2 separate regions of the Mus musculus genome follow, and region 1 is linked to region 2. Evidence: chromatin contacts called from public Hi-C data. All regions are on one chromosome and are shown on one strand. Each heading gives the region's core, a stretch centred on a gene start, on an enhancer-like site or on the middle of the called end of the contact. The rest is flanking DNA. Distances are from core to core; before and after follow the strand shown.

What was found. A called contact is a pair of places that touch in the nucleus more often than the background predicts.
Region 1: a contact with region 2 is called in a Hi-C map of regulatory T cells, with 2.9 times the contacts expected there. The contact joins the enhancer-like site here to the promoter of Dkk4 in region 2. A contact is called at or near these places in 9 of 39 promoter capture datasets (the 3T3-L1 cell line, the C10 cell line, embryonic stem cells and 4 more), 1 of 15 datasets of contacts at CTCF or cohesin (pro-B cells), 10 of 484 Hi-C or Micro-C datasets (the G1E-ER4 cell line, the HL-1 cell line, the N1E-115 cell line and 5 more), 3 of 115 datasets of contacts at active chromatin or transcription factors (embryonic fibroblasts, embryonic stem cells and large pre-B cells) and 2 of 9 other capture datasets (liver and macrophages).

Annotation. Positions count from the first base shown.
Region 1 is chr8:22,782,232-22,786,483 of GRCm38.p6, reverse strand. Plat (plasminogen activator, tissue) reads right to left here. Exons shown (of 14, transcript NM_008872.3): 14 at 3,636-4,252. Among named protein-coding and RNA genes, the nearest start is that of Ap3m2, 21 kb to the left of the region's middle. Within about 2 kb of position 2,778, at least 103 of the 459 cell types and tissues checked have an H3K27ac peak or open chromatin away from gene starts, as enhancers often do. A contact at or near this core is called in bone marrow-derived dendritic cells, embryonic fibroblasts, regulatory T cells and 1 more, where this site is marked.
Region 2 is chr8:22,621,185-22,625,657 of GRCm38.p6, reverse strand. It overlaps Dkk4 (dickkopf WNT signaling pathway inhibitor 4), which reads right to left and starts at 1,615. Exons shown (of 4, transcript NM_145592.2): 1 at 1,365-1,615; 2 at 261-411. The coding sequence starts at 1,475.

The DNA of each region.
Region 1 (4,252 bases), core at 1,529-4,028, 160 kb before region 2:
TTTGTCCAACCACCTTCTCGGTACCTACAACCACTTCCTTATCTGGTGGTGAATCCCCGCCTCTGATTCTTTTCCCAGAGACCCTCTCTCAGCCTGCCTTCCCTTTCCTGCCTAGCTACTGGCTGTCAGATCTTTATTAAGCCAATCAATGGGTGAGGAAGGAGGGGTATTTACAAAGTACCGAGGCAGATGATGAGGCCTAAGAATAACACCACCAAAGTCAGGCCAGCTCTCAGCTGGTACAGTGATCAGCAATTGTATATACAGAGTCAGCTTTCACACGGTGCACCCCAACAGATGTCTGTTCACTACCTGGAAGTGTGTTGTGCTTGTTAAGAGCTCAGTTTTGGGGCTGGAGAGATGGCTCAGAGGTAAAGAGCACTGGCTGTTCTCCCAGAGGATCAGGGTTCAATTCCCAGCACCCACGTGGAAGCTCACATCTGTAACTCCAGTTCCAGAGACTGCAACTGCTTCACACAGCCAAAACACCATTGAACATTTTTTTTTAAAGTTCAGTTTCTGTTTCTCTTAGACACTACATATGTATGTCTCTATTGGGAGACAGGTTCTATATACCACAGCCTTCATGATGAAATGAAAGGACAGCCTGTGGGGGTAGGGTGGGTGTCACTTCTCTGTTTCCTTTATGTGACTCCAGAGGACTCAAGTCATCAGGTTTGGCTGTAAGTGGCTTCACTCATGGATCCAGGTTGGTTTATTTGGGTTTTTTTGCCCACTTCTCACACATGTCTCTAGTACAGTGCCCTCCCTTTTCCCTAGCAACTTTGCAAATATTAAATGGAAAACCCCAGGAAAGGGCAACCTTTCAGGTTGTGTATTATTCTGAGCAGCGTGATGAAGTCTTTCACTGACTTGCCATCCCACCCTGGCAGGCCCCATCTTTCCCTGGACACAGATCACACCTTGCCCCTGGTCTCGCTGGCCACTAAGGACCGGCCAGTCTCCACTCTTAACAATGGCCATAGTATCTGGTCTCTTTGTGCTCAGGTAACCGCTATTTTATTTAGTAGCCCTACTTCACAAGTAAATGCGGGGGGGGGGGGGTTCGGGGGGGGGTTGGATAGGCCAGTGAAAAAATAAGAAGACTGAAAGAAAATGCTTCCTCTCAATGAGAAATTCAAAGTTCCCAATAAGAACAAAAATCCCACGTGAATGCCTCAGTAAGGACAATACTTGTAACTGAAATTGTAAAGCACTTAAAAAAACATATGCAAAAAACAAAACTCCCACTGGGATCTTGGAATGGGTTCTGTACAGATCAGGGCTGACTGCTGTATCCCTTCCCTCGGTCTTGTTTTAGAGGGATTGGGCCTGGGAGCAGGAAACGTCATCAACTTATATTTTCTTCTATGCCAGTAGGTGGTGACTAGGTGCCATCAAAACTGGTTGTGATTGTTAATGGCTTTAAAAAGGGACTTGATGAGAAGCCCAAGGGATCTGAAACACTAAAGATTGTGTGCTCAGCTTTTGTATACGGAATTGAAGTCTATTAGACCTTGCCATGCACAGACCTGGGCTCTGTGCTCCTCTGGTCTCTGACAACCAAAACCCACCATGCAGTTATCTGGGATCATAGTTGCTCTTTGGGTCTGCTATCCTCTTGTATTACCAACCAGGAATAATGAGGTAGCATTGACTTCCCCTTGACTGGTCCCCTTCTGGTGAATTCCAGACTTCGCACCCTGCATTTCCTAACCAACTCTGGGCAGGGATGAGCTCGCCTGACCCTTTAATATGATTCATATGACCGTCCAGTTGGACACTTCCCTGCAAGAATGAGCAATTGTCTTCATCTGTGTATGGTTTCCAGGACTCCCCTCAGGAATGTTGGGGCCTTTTGACTTTGTATTCCCATCCCAGGAGGCTTTTCAGCTTCGGTTTCAGTCTCAGTAATCCTAGTGTCTGAAGAAAGTCTTTTCCAGTGGGGGAGGGAGGAAGCCAGCTTCCACCCGAGGGCCTGGGAGAGCCTTGCTTCCTGCTATCTCAAGCGTTCTTTTCCAGAAATGAACTGAGATGCACCTCTGTCTAAAATCTTAGATCAGAGCATGAAGGCCGACTCATGTGAAGTCAAGAAATCTATGACTTAGTCTCTGACTCCAATGGGTGGAACTGGTCTGGGTACTTCAGAGATTTCGGGAAATCACCTGACACCTCCCCCATCAAGTCCCTGGCCTTTAGCAAATGTCTTTTGTGAGTTTAAACTACTTTTCTCCCAAGAGCCTCTAACAGGGCAGTACCAATAAATTCTAGAGAGATAAGACTTTTCTTTCTCTTCCAAAATAAGAAATTAATTAGCCACACCCAAAAGCAAGCATTACATCATGAGATAGACTCTTGGAACGAAGATGTGGTGAAGAAAGCTGGGACAGAGGTTGTGTCCCATGATTGGGAAGACAGTGTGCAGGGGCCAGAGAGAGATGAGCCACAGAGTGCATACCACACAGGCCTAAAGTGTGATGCTCCAACCTGTGGCAGAAGGGGAGAAACGGCTTCTGAGAGGTCTCCTCTGACTTGAACACCCGCACTCCCGTGCGTACACACCTGCCGACACCCACGTCACACACACTAAAGAAAGGGGATGCTGGAGAGGCAGGGCTGAAGCAGCACATTTGTGTGCATTGGCTTGCAAGCTAATTGTTCCTGGGGAGTAGAAAACCAAAGCAGAATGGGGGTGGGGGATGGGGGGGGGAGAAAGCAACCAAGACAGTAACGTGTAGTCTGACTGAACCATCTCTGGTTGAGCCGTTGCTGTCAGTAAGGGTTTTCTTCCTCGGTGTTGCCGTAGTTACTGTCCACAGACTAACACAGCTGTCTGCTCAGACTGTGGTCATAGTGTGGTTGATTTTTCCAGATGTATCTTCAGTTTATCACCTCCTGGAACAAAACAGTTATTTGGTCTCCAGGGTTCCTGGTTTCTAGTCTGCAGTCCTGATCGAGAGTTCTTATCAGATGGGGGAGGGGGGATAGGGCGGGGGGGGGGGCTGCAGCTCAGTGGTAGAGTACATACAAGGCCCTCAGTTCAACCCTCAGTCCCATGATGGCAGGTTGTAGCTTTGTGCCAGCAAGATGGCTCAGTGAGTAGAGATGCCCACTCCTGAGTCGAAGCCCCAGGATCCGCACGGTGAATGCAAAGAACAGACTCTGCCACATACCCCGTGACTTCCACATATGCAATATAACTGCCCCCCCACATACAATAAATATTTCAAAAGACTTTTTTTTAAAGTTCACTTAAGTTCCATGTCAACTCTCCCTGCCCTATTTCTTCTTAAAAAATGTATTTACTTGTATTTTATGTACATTGTGTTTTGACTGCGTGTATGTCTGTGTGAGGGTGTCGGATCCCCTACAACTGAAGTTACAGACAGTTGTGAGCTGCCATACGGTTGCTGGGAATTAAACCCAGGTCCTCTGGAATAGTAGTCAGTGCTCTTAACCATTTAGCCACCTCTCCAGCTCCCTCCCCCATTCTATTTCTATTGGGTGGCACCCAGAATATTGCCTTGGGGGTGAAAATTTCCACACATTGACTGAATAAAAGGAAATCTTTCAATTGATTCAAAAAGAGAAAAGAAAAGAAATGTGAACACAAATAAGCCATGGATATGCACCAGTGGAAAAGTGTGAAAAATACCTCTGAATTTATTATTTAAGTACAGTATAATACAAAGTTATAGTAACAAAGTAAAAACTAAAATAGATTAAAATATAAATATACTAGTGTTATTCATCAATTATTAAAATCATACAGTTCTCCCAACCATCTATAGAGTTTATAAAGAAAAAGACATTTACACTGTATACAAAGGGATATGTCCCAAGAGTTGAGGAGTGTGGAGGGATGGGGAGTGCATGATCTCAAGGATTTTATGGTGCTGTGATTCGGCCAGATACCCCTTCCTTCTCGTGGAGGCCCTGTGGGGCCCCCTGTGTAACTATAAAAACACATTCTTGTCCCCAGTGCAAACTTTCACTCCTGAAAGATCAAGTTGTATTTTTTTGCTGTTGAGACATGATCTTGTGGTTCAGTGTACAACATAGTGGACCAGGAGGGCAGACTTTGGTCTACCTCTCTTTTTAAAATCCTAGAGTTATAGGAAGGTTGGCATCTCCCTGTCATCTCATCTGACAGGATTTATTCTAAAGCCAGACCTTCATCCTTAAAACTTACAAGTTGTGAAGTACCTGTCACAGGTAAATGCTACATCTGCTCCCAAAGACCCCCCTCCCC
Region 2 (4,473 bases), core at 366-2,865:
ATCCAAGCCAGTCCACCTTGAATCTGCCCTTTAAAAATCATTCTATCTATGTCACTGGTCAAGGGTGTTGCCAGGTTATAAATGATTTTGCTTCACCAAAAAAAAAAAAAAAAAAAAAAAAAAGACAGCTACACAAATTTACTTCATCCAGATCCCAAACATCCTAGCCTGGCCCCCATGGTCAGTGCTGCTCTGAGTGACTCACTCCACTGGTGCCATCAGATTGCAGCCCTGGAGGCTTGGAGCCCAAGGTTTCTCACCATTCACACAGACCGTTCCTGGGCAGCACACGGCGCTCCTCTGACACCTCCTGCGAACTCTACGGCACGTGGCACAGAAGGACCGTTCATCGTGAAACGCTAAGCAGAATTTCCCTTCGCTGCAGTCCCTGTCTGATGCACACAGCGAGCCCTGTAGAAGGAAACTTGTTACAGGCTGAGGAATTCACGACACCTAAGAGGTCTTTATCCACGGCAGGGGTTGGGAGGCCAAACTCTAATGACAGTGGGATTGCCAGGGCCAACTTTAGGCACCATGTTAATTTTTCAGCATAATTGGTTTTCTCCTGAAAAGAGTGCATCAAGCTACCTGTGAGAAGATCTTGGCTATTCTGGAACTTGTGTCTGGGGTTAGTCTTTAATCAGTTATGAACCATGCCCCAGCCCCAATTTTACTTCAAAGCTCGAAATTTAATATTCCTACGCTCTTCGTGTAAAACCAAAGTTCTTCATGTGTGTCTTTCAGGTGACAATTATAAGTTCCATTGTCACTCCATCCCCTGCTCCCCAACTGGCCTTTTATCATCTATACTGTGTACGCACTACAGAGAATAGTGTAGTGTAATGTATAGTATCCATAGATGATAATGACCCCTTATACAATTCCCGTGCCGTAGACGGTTACAGTGCTGGGTCATGTCCTAATGTGTTCAAGTCCTAACTCCTACACATCTGCTGTGTAGTCCAAATTCCTATCTTCATCATTGCTAGATAGAAATTTATGCCTATCTCGACTTGTAAGGAAGACAGCTGAGCACAAAGGCCTAGCACATGTACCGCTTTCATTTGGTACTAATTTGTTAATAAATGTAGAGCCCTGACCAGAAAACCTTTTGTTTTGCATGCCTTTTAAAGAGATTTTTTAATCTGCAGTCAGGTTGTCTTCTGACTCACTGACAGCTCCTTAATTCAGCATCCTGAGGGATGGGATTAGAGTATGTGCTCTTTTAATAGTAAACGGTAAGAGAACTGAATTTTATGTGCACACATGCAGTCAGACATAACTTCACTTAGAGGTGAGGGCGCCCTGCCCGGCTGATACAGTGCTATCTTTGCGGATGGTCTCAGTGATCTAGCCACACTTACCTTCCCCGCGCCTTGCACATCCGCGGAGCTCTTGATGTTGTTAAAGTCCAGAACCAGGGCTGCCAGGGGTGAACAAAACCAGCTGAGTCCAAGCAAGGTCACCAGTACCATCCTCAGTCACTCTGGTCTCTCGGAGCTCCAGTACCCCTTGAGTCTTCGAAGGCTGCGCTGCTGAGTGGCCCTAGGTACAATCTGCAAGTCGCCCACAGAGGCCTTTTCTGAAAGAGAGACTCTGCCCAAGGAAGGTGTGTTAAATGAGACAGGCCAGGTCTGACCAGCATACTCTTCCGAAACTATTTATAACCAGACGTGGCCCCTCTTCTCCCTCCCAGCCCACTGTTTCCTTCCTTTTTACCCCACACAGGCTACAACAGATCCCTTCAAATCTTTGATCAATAGTTCAAAACAAGGACTCAGTGGAAGAGACCAGAGGCCACAGAGGCTGTTCCTCCAGGCGGGAATCCCTCTTAATTACCGCATATCAAAGTCAGTTCAAAGGGCTCCCAGCAAAGAAGGATGTTGGTATCAAAGGCAGCTCTGATAATCACCTGCATTTCCGACCCTCAATCCTGTGGGAGGAGGGGCAGATGATGTCTTCACAGCAAGTTGTACTCAAAGAAAGAAGAACTCACATTAGCCAATATGCTGTAGATGTTTAAGAAAAAAAAAAAAAAAACAAACACTAATGAATTACTGAACCTACCCTGAAGTTTAAAGTGGAGAAGGGTAACCTTTAGCCCTGACATCTGGACTCTAAAGTTAGGGTTAGGGTCAAGGTCCTGATAGCTTCCAATTGTGAAATGCTGTCACCTGTTCTGTTCAGATGAATGACATTAGGAAATCACTCTTCTTACAATAAAAATTGAACTCTTTGAAGTCAGTTGTTTTATTAGAAAAATAGTGGGGCGCATAAACACCTGATTTCATTTTCAAGTGTCTTAATTTTTAAACTGATACATAAGAGCTTAAATTGCCACCTGCAGTTCCAGTGTGTGGCAAGTGGAGGCAGAGGGGTCAGGGGTTCAAGGTCAGTCTCAGCTACATAGCGAGTTGAACCCTGCCACAGAAAATAAGGTTTAAAGATTTTTTAACTGCCAGGCAGTGGTGGTGCACACCTTTAATCCCAGCACTTGGGAGGCAGAGGCAGGAGAATTTCTGAGTTCGAGGCCAGCCTGGTCTACAGAGTGAGTTCCAGGATAGCCAGGGCTACACAGAGAAACCCTGTCTCAAAAACAAACAAACAAACAAACAAACAAACAAACAAAAATTTAACTGTACACATGGTATGTGAGGGGGGGGGGGTTGCTCATGTGACTGCAGTGCCCAAGGGGCCCAGAAGATGGCGTCAGAGGCCTGGAGGTGGAGTTACAGGTGGAAAGCTGCCGGATGTGGGTGCTCTTACTTCAGCTGTCTCTCCAGGCTCTACATTGAACTTTGGGTTTGGTTTGATTTGGGTTTTGGAGACAAGGATTCTCTATGTAGCCCTGGATGTCATAGAACCCACTCTGTAGAGCAGGCTGGCCTGGAATTCAAAGGCCCTCTCTACCTCTGCCTCCCAAGTGCTGGGATTAAAAACGTGTGCTGCCACCACTGCCTGGCTTCCTAAATTGGTTTTTGTTTTACCTCTGTTTTGGTTTGGTTTGGTTTGGTTTGGTTTTCAAGACAGGGTTTCTCTGTGTAGCCCTGACTATCCTAGACTCAGTTTGTAGACCAGGCTGGCCTCAGACTCAAAGAAATCTGCCTGCCTAAGTTGAATTTAAAAAAAAAAAAAATGCCTACTTTCATCCTTTTTCTCATATATATATGTATATACATATATATATATATATATACACACACACACATTTTTTTTAAATGGAGTTTCACTGTATCACCCAGGCTGCCCTCAAACTCCTGCCTGGCTCAAGCATCTTTGCCTCTGCCTCTGCCTCTGCCTCTGCCTCTGCCTCTGCCTCTGCCTCTGCCTCTGCCTCTGCCTCTGCCTCTGCCTCTGCCTCTGCCTCTGCCTCTGCCTCTGCCTCTGCCTCTGCCTCTGCCTCTGCCTTTGCCTCGATTATCACCCACCCCAAAGTGCCAACTCGGCTGTTACAGAAGTTTTGAACACTTTAAGGAGAAAAACAAACTGGGTGCAGAGGGGAAAAGGCCTTTTAGTCCTCCTCACATTCTTTTCAGTCTGGCCTGAGCCTAGGCTTGTTTAAAATCTACCAAGGCAGGGGCTGGGAGTTGCCATTAGAGCACTTGCAGCTCTTGTAGAGGACCTGGGTTCAATTCCCCTCGCCCACAAGTAGGCTCACAACAGTCTGTAACCAGGGAATCGGACGCTCTCTTCTGACCTCATCCGGCTCCAGGCACACACTGATGCACATATACAGATGATGCAGATGCAGGCAAAACACTTATACACACAAAATAATAAAATCTTTAAAACTTAAATGAATCTAACAAGAACAGTTTTCTGTTAAGTGGCTTTGCTGAGTCTTCCTGCAGGAACCCTCTGCAGCCCAACGCAGCCAGGGACCCATGTGACACACTGTAGTGCTGAGGACATTCTCAGTAGGGAGTTCCCAGGCAGGACTCTGCTCTCAACTGCACCAGGGCAGGGGCCTCTCTGTACAGCCCCCTTGCTGGCAGGGATGCTCTGGGGACTGGGACTTCCTCCTTCCTATTTTATACCATTGTCATGCGCACTGCTAACATCAAAACCCTGAGTAATTCAACAAGCAGGAGCAGTATGGAAGTCATAGAATCCATTTTAAAGGTAGAAAATCATGGCCAGGGGAAAGAACCCAGCTGCCTTCTGGGTGTTGTCTCTGCTTCCTGTTCCCACCTGAACTACACAGAATGTCAGGAAACCAAAGGCTTTCGGTGGGAGGATGGGGTAGAAAGGAGACCCTGTAGCATGAACCAACAAGTTCTTGTGACTGACCTTTAGAAATGAACTTTAGAGTAAGGATCTGGAGTGCACGGAGGGGCCTAGGATGCTGTCCTCTCGTGACTGGCACTGAAAAGTGTAAATGGGGACAGGACTTCAGAGGGGACATAGTGTAGACCTTCTAGAGAAAGAGATACGTGTTCCCTGGACAACTAATATTTGAGATGATTTCTGTGG